Regions from separate parts of the Mus musculus genome. Here regions 1, 2 and 4 are each linked to region 3. Evidence: chromatin contacts called from public HiChIP or PLAC-seq and promoter capture Hi-C data. All regions are on one chromosome and are shown on one strand. Each heading gives the region's core, a stretch centred on a gene start, on an enhancer-like site or on the middle of the called end of the contact. The rest is flanking DNA. Distances are from core to core; before and after follow the strand shown.

Region 1 (3,249 bases), core at 314-2,813, 170 kb before region 3:
CCCACTACGCCTCACACTGTCATGGACAGCTTTTAAAACAAAGTAAGAGAGTCATAGAAAAATGTGTCACTTTCTCTGGAGGAGGAGAACTGACTACTCATTTGTTATTACACACGTGACTTGTGAACAGAAAGCATAGACCGTCAAGTGGTTTATACCATTTATGGTATAAATTCACATTCATAAGCAACGTTCAACAAGAGTTGTATGGTCAGTCACGGGGAAGCCCACAGTTAAAGAGTATATGATCAGTCATGGAGGAACACAGCAGGAATGAAGCAAGCCATAGCACAGTGCTGCCCACATGGGGTGGACACTGCCACTCAGTTAACCCTTTCTGGAAACGCCCCCACAGACAAGCCTAAAGTCGGGTCTCCTGTGCAATTCCAAATCCTATCAAGGTGACAATGGAAACCAACCATCACACTAGATGGTGATGCTGGCCTAGACACCATGTTCAAAGAACACCTGCTGTGGGACACACTGAAGAAGGAGCACTACCAAAAAGCAAAAACATTCATTTACTTTAATATTACTTCAGTAACATTATAAAACATTTCTATAGAAAAAAGTTATAGCCGGGCGTTGGTGGCGCACGCCTTTAATCCCAGCACTCGGGAGGCAGAAGCAGGCGGATTTCTGAGTTCGAGGTCAGCCTGGTCTACAGAGTGAGTTCCAGGTCAGCCAAGGGCTACACAGAGAAACCCTGTCTCGAAAAACCAAAAAAAAAAAAAAAAAAAAAAAAAAGAAAGAAAGAAAGAAAGAAAGAAAGGAAAAAAGTTATAGTTTAGAATAAAAACCAAGTGTCAAACACCAAAGTGGTTATAGCAGAACTCAGAAAGTGTGTGTGTGTGTGTGTGTGTGTGTGTGTGTGTAATACATAAAGGTGAAGAGGTTGCCCTGCCCAGACCTCCTGCGTCTAAGGTGCCTCTGGGCTCCCCTGGAAAGCTCCACCTTCCATCTCCCCCACGCACTGTTCCTGCATCTTTTCTAACTCTCTAGTCCAAACCCCAACTCTGATTTGCCAGGATGCTCAGAAACTGAATCCTCACAGGCTGGCAAGAAAACAAAACTCAGTCTGTTCAAAGGATTTACTCAGAGAAGTAAATACAGTACACAGGGCTTTTTAGAGATGCTCATAAATGCTGCCACACTATTTTTAAAGTCCTCAGACTCCTGGACAGCTGCCCACCTCAGATAAGCACAGCATGTCCTGTCAGGCCACACAGAACATCACAGGAATGCTGGCAGCTCCCCTCAGACAGCATGCACACACGCAACCCTGCCAGGTCTGGCCTCTTACTATGGTCCAGCTCAGATCCCTAGTTTAGGTCTCTTCACTTCCACAGTCAGGGTCAGAAACACTACAAGAAAAAGTTATGCACCTCGAAACCCTGTCCTGAAAAACACAACACTGACAGCGCTGAGCGCATCCGCTCAAGAAGACCAAATGTTTGGGTGTGAAAGCAAACAGTGACTTCTTTTCCTAAACTGGTACTCTGCCTGCTTCCTTTTCCAGTGAGTCACGGATTTCAGTTCATAGTTTTGCTGGATGCCAGGGACTGAATCTTCACTCTGAGCACCCTCTATACTGAGCCACACCCGTAAACTCTGTATTAATAGCAACCGAGGAGTTTGGGGGACACTCAAACACATACTTCACTCTCCTTGAAATGGAAGCAGATTCCCTCTCAAGACGGACGCAGCATTTCAGCTCAGCTGTGCTTAAGTGACTAACTGATGTATGCCGGCTCTGCACTGACCTCTCCAGGACCCCCACTGCCTCTGGTACTGCAGAATTACTGAGCGCACAGGCTTTTGACCACTTCCCCTAGTGGATATCCACCTACTCAAGAGACAGAACTGTGTCACACTGTCACAACCCAGCACTGGGCATGTAGCAAGCACATAGTGGTATTTGCTAAATTAAAGATGTATGGCCCTGCTTAGGTCTGGAGTAGGCATATGAACATGCTGCTGACAGCTTAAACAGATAGGGAGTTGGTAGCCAACTTCCAGACAGATGAATTTACCTGCTAAAGCCCAAAGTCCCACAAAAAAGATATTCAGAAAAAAAAGGAAGGAAGGAAGGAAGGAAGGAAGGAAGGAAGGAAGGAAGGAAGAGAGAGAGAGAAAGAAAGAAAGAAAGAAAGAAAGAAAGAAAGAGAAAGAAAGAAAGAAAGAAAGAAAGAAAGAAAGAAAGAAAGAAAGAAAAACTTTCTACAATATTTAGCATTTGTAGCTGCTTGTATTACAAATGCCAATATGTTCCCCCAAAACTGTTTGGGTGGGAAGGTCTGCGCTTAGCTTCTGGGAACCTGCCCCCAGTTGGTTCTGATTGGTAAATAAAGATGGGAGGAGAGACAGAGGCGGGATTTTAGAATTTCCCAGGTCCAGAGAAAGGAGAAAGGAGAAAGAGAGGAGAGGATAGGAGAAGAGAGAGAAAGAAGGGAAGGGGAAAGGAAGGGAGGGGAGGGGAGGGGAGGGGAGGGGAGGAAACAGAGAAAGAGAAAGACAGAGACAGAGACAGAGACAGAGACAGAGACAGAGACAGAGACAGAGACAGAGACAGATCCTCCATGCAGGGAGAGTGTGGAAGAGAGGAGAGCAGCCATGCCTGAGAATGGTGCAGGACAGAGAGGCATGGCCGCCACGTGGAGTACTGGGAGAGCTCGTCCCAGAGCTGCCCACCTGGGTCCAGGGCAACAAAAACAGAACATAGAAGTAGTTAAGTAGTAACTTGGGATATTCAGCAGGAGATAGATTAACTATGCAGAGGTTAGGCAGTGGCCCAGCTATTGTGTTGTTCAAGGCATGATAAAATATAAAGGCTGTGTGTGTGTGTGTGTGTGTGTGTGTGTGTGTGTGTCTTTCTTCCAGGAACATAAACCATTGAGGCCAGTAGTGAACCCCAAAACAGGATTTACTTTTTAATAATTAATACCACAGGCATTGTTTTTTTTTTCCTTCCACAGATTTTAATTTTCTTCCTCTTACTGATTAAACTACTCCCTGTTCCCGCACAGCTTCCCTGCCTCCTGCAGCTTCTGGCCTTGCTGCCCCCCTCTCGCCAGCCATACTTCAGACCTTTGCCTATTCTGATTATCTTGCTAATTACCAGTTATTCCCCAGGACCACACTCAAAGTTCCTCGAGGTGGGTATCTGTTCTTTGTGCGCTCCAACGACACGATCGTATCTTCATAAGCTTCAGGAAGGTTTTAAAGCCTCAGGGAGCCATGATGATTCCA
Region 2 (3,459 bases), core at 474-2,973, 220 kb after region 3:
GGTTCTTCCTCTAGAACATTGGTGTGTCAGTAAATTCTATTGTTCTTCCTTCAGAACATTGGTGTGTCAGTAAATTCTATTGGTTCTTTCTCTAGAACATTGGTGTGTCAGTAAATTCTATTGGTTCTTCCTCTAGAACATTGCTGTGCCAGTAAATTCTATTGGTTATTCCTCTAGAACATTGGTGTGCCAGTAAATTCTATTGGTTCTTCAAGTTGTGTTCTCAACCTACTTATGATTCTACTGAAGAAGAAAACAAAAGATGAAAGTAGGTAGACACTCCATTGATGCAGCACAGACAGCTACAATTTCTGTTTTTATTGAAATTAGTTTATTTTACTTATATAATAAAATAAAAACTATCTTATTGAAAACTGTTTTCCCCATACAATATATTCTGATTACAGTTTCTCTCTCTTGACTCCTCCCAGTTTACCCTCCTATCCAGATCCATACCCTTTCTGTTTCTTCTTAGAAATGAACAGGTATCTAAGAAATAATAATGAAATAAAATACAATAAAAACAAGCAAAAAGGAGTAGGACAAGATAAACAGAAGAAAAAGAGCCTAAGAGAAGGCATGAGAAACACGTATAGATGCAGACACACACATTTGCATATACAGAAACCTCATTAAAACACAAAACCAGAAGGCATCAGAGTATGTACACAAAGGACCTGCAAGAAATCTTCTTGAAATAGACATTTTTCCTGTTGTTAGATATAGGTACCTTGAGTGTCAACATCTCATAATAAAATGCCCTTACGTGGTAGCTTTGCAAAATGAAAACTACCCCAATATGACTAACATTAGCTTAATTAAGTACCTTATGATTCTGGTCTTTATCAGTTTCAATTGTTCCATTTGGGCCTTTCCTGAGGTCTGCCATGAAAGACAGGGTCTTTGCTGGCTTGGTGTCTTGTCTGTAGAAGAGCTTAAAAGGCTCTGTCCTCACATCTGTCAGGAGGTACCAACTGCCCCAGGGTCACTCCCTTGGGTGAACTTCTTGGCCTCCACATTGCAGCCCCATGTTTCTTGATGCCCTGCGCTAGTGGACATGGCATAGTCTGTCAAAGTCTGCTAGGAAATCACAAATTTCACCTCTGTAAATTGAAGCTACTCACAAGGTCATCCCACATCCAAGGGAAGAAGAAATATACCCAACCACCGGATGAGAAAATGACCAAGTCACACTGTAACTTGTTAACACCCAGGGGTGAATGAGCCTGTTGTGGCTGTCCTTACTAGCTGTCTGTATGTCTCCTTACCCTTATAGAGAGTAATTTTTCAAAAATTTACATATATATATATATATATATATGCTTTATGTATGTATATGTACACACATATATGTACCTATGGATTTCATAAACATGTGAATCTATTATAGGGTTAAGCTCGGCAGTGTGCATGCATGTACTCACAGTGGGCTTATGAATAATGAGATGATTTACCGTTTGAACTCATAGTGGGCTTGTGAATATGACATGATTTACAGTTATGCACAGTGACATCCAGGTGGGAGTTGCTTCTGATTGTCTGCTATTTTCTCTAACACCACTTGTAAAGCATCCAAGCAATAAATACTTCTTAGAGGATGTTCAGCTCCTCAATATGAAATACATTTTGTTTGGATAAGGAATGTGTAATCCCTCCTTTGCCCTTGGTTTGCTTTGGCTCTTAGAGAACTCTGTTGTCATTTGTCACCATCTGCCCCTGTTATTAGAGTAGACAGACTCAGCTCTCTCTGCCCAGAATTGCTTTTCCCTTTCTAGTTCAGCGTTCTTACTGTGTATGGGGATTTACTTTAAGGCACCACTATCATTTCTGAAATTGGATAAGATGCAATCAAAATATTAAAAACATAGCCATATGAGACAGGAGAGATGACTCAGTGGTTAAAAGTATGGACTGCTCTTGCAGAAGATCCAAGTTTGTTGCCAGCACCCACAACTGTCTATAACTCCATCTGGGGGATCCTGCCACCTCTGGGTTCCATGGGCACTTCGTGTGCACATACACACCCTGTCCTGCCCCATTAAACTAAAAGTAAAATATACTATTAAGCCTATGATAGTCCTAGATGGGTTTCCACTTTAGAAAATGACATTAGTAGACTCCAGGCAGACAAAGGAACCAAATGTTGGAACTCTTTCACTTTGGTAATGTGTAGCATTAGCTTATGCAATCAAATTGTTCCAACAGTGGAGGCGAGATCCCCAGAGAGCCACTGGGCTCAAATGGCTTAATGTGTTCTTTTTTCTCACGGGTTGCAATCAATCATTTAGAAGATCCTCAGTGACTCATCCTTAAGAAAACAAAAAGTCATAGATTTCATGTTTTCATTTTCATCTCTGCTCTAATTTTACCTCCTTCAGACTCAGAAGGGATTTTTTAATTGAAGACTCATTCATTTGGTTATTGGCTAATGGGAGATTGAATAATCAAGCATAGGCTATCCTTAGTTAAACTTACAGTTTCCTGCTTTGGATGCTTGCCATTTCCTTTGGTTAACTTTCTGAATTACAAACCCCCAACGTATTCTCTTTATACAAAATAGTTTTCTTTTCTCTTTATACAACTTTTTCTTTTCTCTGCAAAAATAATCCAAATGGATTTCCCATATACATCTGCACTAATATTTCAGCTTGCATCTGTTTTTTACCTTTTGGCCTAGAAATACAAGGAGTTGAGGTGTTTTGGGGGGCTCTGCTGTGGTAGCTGCTCAGTTACTGAAGCACATTTCAGCTTTTCAGGGGTTGCTTACATTCCTGACTCTTGTAGCTAGAACATAGTCACTGCCATGAAGACAGACTGAAATAGAAGTTATTCTGCTCACTGGACTTTTTGACAGGTGTTCAGGAGCCTGTCCACTGCCACATCACTCTCATTGTTCCACAATTATTATCTGACTTCCTAAACCATAAACAGACTAAAGCAGCCAAGCCGAGGAAGTGGGTGAGTTGCTTAAGAATCTTTCTTCAAAAGGTGGCAACTTGACAGCTCAACCATGATAAACCAATCCAATCCAAACCAAATCAAACCAAACTAAACCAAATCAAACCCAACCCAACCCAACCAACCAACCAACCAAACAAACAAACAAACAAACAACCAAACAAACAAACAAACAAAACAGCAAGAGAACAGACTCAGAACTTCAAAAGCATAGCAATTTCAGGCACATGAGCATGATCACTGCTGAGCTAATGATCAGTAAAGTCCAAGAACAACATCCCAGAGCTTATACCGATGCAGAGTGTACCACTCACAAATGCAGCCTCGACGTGCCAGGATAAGCTTACATTGAATTCAAGCAGTCAATTTTAAAGACATGTTAAGATTTCCACCAGATTGTTGTTATTACTTTTAATCTTGTTAGTGTCTGTTCCTTAAAGGTTTAAGTTCAATTAATGGGAACATTTATTATGCTGCATGATTCACTGACCATCCTTTGTA
Region 3 (3,494 bases), core at 268-2,767:
TAATAAAAGTACTTTTTGGTTATTAATTCTAAGTTTTCACTTTATAGATATACTATAGACATAGGTTAGCTATCCAGCTTGTAATACTTTACTAATGTCACAACATGACATCAACAAAGAGGGCCAGAGAGATGTCTCAGCTGGTAGGTGCCTGTCTCCAACCCTGATAGATTCAGCTCAGTCCTCAGCACTCATTATGATGAGAGAGCAGAGCCAACTGCTCCAAGTTGTCCACCTTCAGACCTCCACAACTGGACCATCCCACGAACACACCAACAAATACACCTTTTTTTTTTTTTAAATATAAAGGAACACACAGGGGATGTTTGTAAAATTTTTGCTTTGGTTAAGGAGTAACTTCAGGTCTGGGGATGAAGCTCAGATGGTAGAGTGCTTGCCTCAAATAAACAAAGCCCTGGGTTCAATCCCTGCATTGAGTAAACAGAATGATGGATACACCGGTAATCCAAGCACTGGGAAGTTTGGATGCAGGAGGATCATCCTAGTCTACAAAGCAAAATCCAGAACAGCCTGGTTTACAGGAGATTTTAAGGAAAGAAACAAAGAAAACTTGTAACTTCAAACGTAAAGTTAATTAGCAAAGTCAATTTAACAAGAATCCTTTGGTTCCAGAAAACCGGCTAAAAGCCTATAAAATCCAGAACATAGTTTTTAAGATGGTTTATTTGGTCTGGTCAAGCCCTAGTACCTGCATAGCAGATCTGATTTCAAGAATAAAGTTCTTTCTGGGACTGATGAATATTGGGAAAGCGCCCATTGTAAGTAGGTGCTTTAACTATTTGTTTCTCGACCCGGACCTACCTCCAGTTGTAGCGGCTAAATAAAACCAGTCAGGTTGGTTTAATGTCCACAGACGAAATGTTTTTCAGACCTCAAGCATTAGAAGGCAGACAAAGGAACTCTGTCAACCAGCGGAAGAAAGGGTAGAGGTGCAGGACCCTCTTACCTTCATTTTTTGAAACTTCCAAATGCATATCGGAACCGCGACCAGGATGGTTGTTGCGTAAAAAAGTACCAACAGGGGTCGGATCCATCTCCTCCAGTTACTCCGATTACATGCGCAAGGCATGTTCTGTAACAGATTCTCTTTGAGTAGCTGAATAATCGAACCAAACCAAGAATTTGGCAAGTTCGCTTTTTCGGTTGTCTTCTCCGCTGGCGCCCTATAGGAAAAGATTTACTAGCCGCTGGCGCCGCGTTCTCGGGTCGCTCTGTGTTTGCGGCTGCTGCAGCGGTGGCCGCTCGGGATGCTCGCAGGTGCAGGCTGCATCCTCGCCGGCCAACCCGCATGGACTCAGTGCCGCCGCGGCGTCGCCTCCGCCTCACCTGGAGGTCACCCAGAGTCTCCGCTGCATCGTGACCCCGAGGACTATCAGGGTAAACTAGGGATTCTAGGCACTCGGGGTCTGACCTGCATCTGGTACCCTACCAGCCCTCTCCCTAGTCCAGCTCTGGCAGGCTAGTCTCCGCCCCCGGAAGACCCGGCCCAGAACTTCCTCACTCACGGCTTTGGAACCTCTACAGTACTCATCTTCAGAACTCATCTTCCGCCGACTATTCCACTTCCGTTTCCGATCAGATGCTTGCAGCAAATGATTTGCTCTGAGTTTCAAGCTGAGCTAAACCTTGTCCCGCAACGCAAAGCATTGTGATTGGTCAGTTACGGAGGAGGGCGTGGCTGTAACCTAGGTTACCGAGAGGGCGTGGCAAGGGCAGGAAGGAGAGTAGCGGCGGATTTCTGGCATCTCTAATTTACCTAGTCTAAGTGGTTCCCTAAAAGGGCTCCGAAAGTTGTAGGAACTGGGGACGTTTCAGAAACACCCGCTACATTCCTGAGACTTTACTCCATCTAAAGAAAAGTCATAGTGAGGGGCAGTCACTGTGGAGTGGAACTTGAAATAGCTTTATTTTTCTCAGAAGGCTTCCCAGTTGTCTTTAGGGGTGGAATGGGAAGCCCGCTGGAATAAGACAGAATAGGTTAGATTTCAGTCAGTTGCTAGAGTTTAGGGTCCTAAGGAGGAATTTGTCTGCATAATTTCTAGACCCGGCAGAAGAATCATTCTAAGAATAGCTTTTTTGAAAGTAACCGCCAATATGAAATGTTCACGTTTCAAACTTGAGTTAAAAAAAAAACAAAATCTTATTTAAGATTTAAAAGGTTGGTATTCTGACATCTGTTCTATACACCTAAAGCTTTTAGCTGTATAGCTTTACAGATCAATGACACATGGGATCTTAAATTCTTTCTAAATCAAGGGAACAAGCAAACATCTGAGTCCCGACTAGACACTGAACACTGCATATATTGTCATTTTCTGAAATCAAACACTAACTTCTCTACCCATTTTGTATGAGTTGATCTGCATAAAAGTACCGAGTAGCGATGGGTAGTTTTCTGTTTCACAGATGAGAAAAGTGTCAAGTGATTAATAGTACCTATTAAGTAATAGAGCTGTTTTCTCTGACTTTGGACTCTGCTTGATGTTTAAATATTTGCCATCACCTGCAACCAGGGGACTTCTGCCTATTAGCCATCTGGACAAAATGTCATGGACCAGAGTCTCAAAGTATACAGATGAAATCACATTCCTCAGTTACCAGAGCCTGGAGTCTGACTTCTGCAGTCTTTCTCCTGTGATCTCCATTTTGCACATTTCCTTAAAGGGGCTGTAGGACTTTAGTTTGGTCTACACTATAAGTTAAAATAGTTGGTTTTAAGGAAATTCCTAACCATTAATGAAATCTTGGTATACTGTTGAAGTTCAGAAAATTAGGGAAAACTCTTGCTTTACAGCTTATCACCACTACTTATTTCTTGGCAAATGGCAGTCTTTTTGGATAGGCTGTCTAACAGGACTTGTTTCTGTGTGTCCAGCCACACTCTTACTGCTTCTGATAGCCATCTTCTCCATTCCTTCTCATAGGAAGCCAATTTTTTACACAATTTCTGAAATCTATTTCTGCACTCTAGTGCTGAGCCCGGTATGGCTATGGTGGGGACAGAGTGACATGGTTCCTGCCCTTGGGACAAGTCCTCCAGTGTGAGCCTCCATGAGTGTGATGGCTGCTGTGGGTATGTATTTCACATTCCTCCTAGGGATGTCCTCCCAGTTAACCTAAGGACTCAGTGAGAATTAGAAACAGCTCGAATCCAGGAGCCAAGGCTGTGGCTATGTCTCAGCAAAATGGTAGACACTGGGACCTTCAGGACAGCCCTTAAGGCTGTGGGAAAGAACTCTAAATACATGAGTTCAAAATACATATAATTTCTCAACTATGCAAAATATAAGGATGCAATATGAATTATGAGGGGCTTCATGAATCTAAAGGAATAAAAGCAGCTCACTATGAGCCAGCTTATCAGAAAGATACAAAGGCAGGAAGATTCCTGAGATCAAGGTTAGGCCCAGGTGTGGTAGAAATGGTAATTTTCAGGGCAGGGTCCCACCCAAGTAACTTACTGTCTGTGCTTT
Region 4 (3,558 bases), core at 159-2,658, 230 kb after region 3:
TGCTCTATCTCCATCATATGCTCTATCTCCATCATATGCTCTATCTCCATCATATGCTCTATCTCCATCATATGCTCTATCTCCATCATATGCTCTATCTCCATCATATGCTCTATCTCCATCATATGCTCTGTCTCCATCATATGCTCTATCTCCATCATATGCTCTATCTCCATCATATGCTCTGTCTCCATCATATGCTCTGTCTCCACCATATGCTCTGTCTCCATCATATGCTCTATCTCCATCATATGCTCTGTCTCCATCATATGCTCTATCTCCATCATATGCTCTGTCTCCATCATATGCTCTGTCTCCACCATATGCTCTGTCTCCATCATATGCTCTGTCTCCATCATATGCTCTGTCTCCATCATATGCTCTATCGCCATCATATGCTTTATCTCCATCATATGCTCTGTCTCCATCATATGCTCTATCTCCATCATATGCTCTATCTCCATCATATGCTCTATCTCCATCATATGCTCTATCTCCATCATATGCTCTGTCTCCATCATATGCTCTATCTCCATCATATGCTCTATCTCCATCATATGCTCTGTCTCCATCATATGCTCTATCTCCACCATATGCTCTGTCTCCATCATATGCTCTATCTCCACCATATGCTCTGTCTCCATCATATGCTCTATCTCCATCATATGCTCTGTCTCCATCATATGCTGGTCCAGTTAATTTTTGAATGATCTGGAAGATAGCAGAGGGACACATCTCTGGGAATCCCATCAGAGTGTCAGAAGTAAGCCTTCAGTGGCTGGAGAGGCAGTGTCTACAACAAGAATTAGCTTTGGGCAAGTTGAGAGGGAAATGTGGCTGGGTGAGAGCCTCCTGAGGATGCTGGGTGATTTTAGATTAAGGCCAATAAAGAACAGGTAATCAGCCAGTTTGGTGCTCTGTCTTGAGGGAGAAACAAGGTTGCAGGGAAATCCCTCTGTAAGCCCCAGCTGATAGACATGGCCTGACATTCTGTTGTGTGATCTTTTGGAAGAGCCAGGCATCATGTGTCTTTGAAGAATAACGCAACATTTTCCTTTCAAGTTGACTTTTTATCCTCCTCATCTTGATTTATCTTTAATAAGCCCTTTGTTATCATAAAAGAGAAAGATGTCGTTCGCGATGCCAGGTTGTAAAGTAGTCCCTTTTGCTGATGGATATCCAGATAGCATAGAATGGGGGAAGCTAATCATTCAATATCCATCAGCAATTAGGCTGGACACATAAACAAGAACACATGCTGAGACTGATGTATTGACGGGAACAGTTAGGTACTTCTTTAGCAAGGTCACAGAGCCTTGCTTCCCCCATGTAGTGTATATGGGAGAAGCTGGGGGAGGGCAGAAAAAATAAGCACAAGCCAAAGACAGACTTGAAAAATAAGCAGCAACATCTGGCAAACGAATTCCTCCCACGTACATAGGAAGGACGCCTCGGGGCAGCGAATGGGAAATGTTTATCTTGGCAGCATGTTGGCTTAATGTCCACCAAGTCTGTGAATGAGCTCTGCTTGGGTTTCTGTGTCTCTTGGTGTTGGACCTAACACCTGATGGTCACAAGCAGCCATTCCTCAGCCCTTCTCAAGCATCAGAGCTATACTTGGAAGTCTTCTCAAAAGGTTCTGAAGTATGAAAGATAATATAATGCCTCATTATTTAAAATGCTGATGATACTGTTTTAATAACATTTCAAATGTCAGCCTAGTCACAGCAGTGTGGCACATGTCCTCCTCGTTAAGCTCTTGGTACACAGCTACTCACATGAACTGATTAATGATGCATCAATCCAGAGTTATGTAACATGTTACTGTGTATCCCATCCCTAAATCTACAAAGGAGCCTTCAAGCATTTTCTTACTAGGCTGGATCTATTTTTTATGGTTGGAGAAAGAAGAAAAAGTATATTACATGCTAAGAAAAATAAATAAAACAGAAGTTTATAAAACAGAAAACTTGGAGGGTTTTTTTTTTCTAAATCATATAGGAATAATTTCTTGATTCTATGAAACTCTAAAACAAAATATTGTGAAATGATTTTTTATATTGTAGGTACCATTTTAAAGATAATATATAGATAGCAAAGCTTGCAAATTCTATTGTGGGAATTTTGTGACTTATTGCTTCTCAGTGCAAAGGGAGTGGAGCAATGTGTTGTGTTCTGTTATGGGAGGAGCGTGGGACATGGGCTGAATGTCTACTCAAACTTCCTACCTCACTCCCTTATCGTCCCCATTGCTCAATCATTACCATTCATGAAAAACAGATGTAGGCTGAATCACTGACGTGTGGAATAATTCTACCTTAGTTATGAGAACCATGAGTGTCATGGTTTCAGGATTTTTATGACAATGCTGCAGGCTTATCCTGTTTTGTTTTAATTTTTAGGTATAGGTTTTTCACATAGAGAGACCATTTGTTTCTTTGAAGCCATGCACTTCTTGATAAATTACCCTTGGAACATCGTAAGCCTTTCTATACCCATGATCTACAAGGGAAAGAAAAGTCCTGGGATCCCCCAAAATCATGTCATTACCCTGGAACTTACATGAACAGTGGTTATCTGAAGAACAGCAACACAGGGACTAAGCCACCCGTGGGAAGCCCCTCAGTTGCCCTACAAGACAGAAAAACAGTCACAGACAGAAAACACATTAGTTACCCTGTTGCATGTTACTGTGTGGGGGGAAACAGCATAAAGAAAATAATTTACAGGCAGGCTCGGTGAGTAAAGGCTCAAGGTGATGATCATGGTGACCTGAGCTCTATCCCCAGGACCCACAAGGTGGGAGAAGAGAGCCAACTCCTGCAGGTTGTCCTCTGACCTTGTCACATGTGCTATGGCACCAGTGCATGCACATGGTAAATAAAGAAATATTAAAAAAATAACAAAGCAGAGAATACAGTTTACTTTTTTGAATAGTGCCCAAAGGAATCTGGAGAAGGGAGTATCTGTCTCTATTTTGGACACTCGACACAAAGACTAGGTTTTGGATTGGTAACAAGGTGGTAGGGGGTAGGTGAGTCTAGAGACTTAGTCTTTGAAGAGACATGGCCAACAGTTGCATTTAAGTTAATTGATCTCAGGGCTCATCTACATTAGGCAAATACTCTACCATCCAGATGCATGCCTGTACACACACACACACACACACACACACACACACACACACACACACATTTATCATACAGATGTGAAAGCCTGAGAATCTAACTCTGTCTCTGTCTACTGCTCTAGAACCAGAGAATTAACCAGGTACTGCACATCCTTCTTAGGTTTGTGATAGGAAGCTCGTGATAGAGAAACTGGGGAATTTCTCATCAAGATCTAAAATACCCTAAGGAAAACAAACTGGGAGGAAGGCCACCCACAAAGACAGAGGAACCAGTGCTTGTTGGTGTTCTGGAACTTTCTAAATGTCTCATTTATGTTCTTGTTTTGTGATTGGCAGTAGTGATTTGCATCCTTTCTGCCATTCACACATTTATATATTGTAAAACTTCCAAAGAGATTTAATTTCCTCTTGTTTCTCCGTCTCTTTAA

Evidence for each region. Promoter capture Hi-C pulls out the DNA fragments that hold promoters and counts their contacts. HiChIP or PLAC-seq counts read pairs in DNA pulled down with a chosen protein or histone mark.
Region 1: a contact with region 3 is called in a promoter capture Hi-C map of macrophages, with 5 read pairs. The contact joins the enhancer-like site here to the promoter of Tmem184c in region 3. A contact is called at or near these places in 6 of 39 promoter capture datasets (the C10 cell line, the HPC-7 cell line, macrophages and 1 more), 3 of 115 datasets of contacts at active chromatin or transcription factors (effector CD8 T cells, embryonic limb bud and memory CD8 T cells) and 2 of 9 other capture datasets (adipose tissue and liver).
Region 2: a contact with region 3 is called in a promoter capture Hi-C map of the 3T3-L1 cell line, with 2.8 times the contacts expected there. The contact joins the enhancer-like site here to the promoter of Tmem184c in region 3. A contact is called at or near these places in 3 of 39 promoter capture datasets (the 3T3-L1 cell line and frontonasal cranial neural crest), 3 of 484 Hi-C or Micro-C datasets (3T3-L1-derived adipocytes, embryonic fibroblasts and nephron progenitors), 1 of 115 datasets of contacts at active chromatin or transcription factors (embryonic stem cells) and 1 of 9 other capture datasets (adipose tissue).
Region 4: a contact with region 3 is called in an H3K4me3 HiChIP or PLAC-seq map of craniofacial prominence, with 4 times the contacts expected there. The contact joins the enhancer-like site here to the promoter of Tmem184c in region 3. A contact is called at or near these places in 1 of 39 promoter capture datasets (the 3T3-L1 cell line), 4 of 484 Hi-C or Micro-C datasets (3T3-L1-derived adipocytes, embryonic fibroblasts, embryonic stem cells and 1 more) and 2 of 115 datasets of contacts at active chromatin or transcription factors (craniofacial prominence and embryonic stem cells).

What each region holds. Positions count from the first base shown.
Region 1 is chr8:77,443,123-77,446,371 of GRCm38.p6, forward strand. All of the region lies in intron 3 of Arhgap10 (Rho GTPase activating protein 10), which reads right to left. Among named protein-coding and RNA genes, the nearest start is that of 0610038B21Rik, 72 kb to the right of the region's middle. Within about 2 kb of position 1,564, at least 69 of the 459 cell types and tissues checked have an H3K27ac peak or open chromatin away from gene starts, as enhancers often do. A contact at or near this core is called in adipose tissue and macrophages, where this site is marked.
Region 2 is chr8:77,824,243-77,827,701 of GRCm38.p6, forward strand. No RefSeq gene overlaps it. Among named protein-coding and RNA genes, the nearest start is that of Gm23981, 18 kb to the left of the region's middle. Within about 2 kb of position 1,724, at least 19 of the 459 cell types and tissues checked have an H3K27ac peak or open chromatin away from gene starts, as enhancers often do. A contact at or near this core is called in 3T3-L1-derived adipocytes and adipose tissue, where this site is marked.
Region 3 is chr8:77,609,136-77,612,629 of GRCm38.p6, forward strand. Tmem184c (transmembrane protein 184C) reads right to left here and starts at 1,518. Exons shown (of 10, transcript NM_145599.4): 1 at 968-1,518. The coding sequence starts at 1,090. It overlaps Gm39200 (a long non-coding RNA gene), which reads left to right and starts at 2,946. Exons shown (of 3, transcript XR_878939.2): 1 at 2,946-3,094.
Region 4 is chr8:77,841,178-77,844,735 of GRCm38.p6, forward strand. No RefSeq gene overlaps it. Among named protein-coding and RNA genes, the nearest start is that of Gm23981, 35 kb to the left of the region's middle. Within about 2 kb of position 1,409, at least 20 of the 459 cell types and tissues checked have an H3K27ac peak or open chromatin away from gene starts, as enhancers often do. A contact at or near this core is called in 3T3-L1-derived adipocytes and craniofacial prominence, where this site is marked.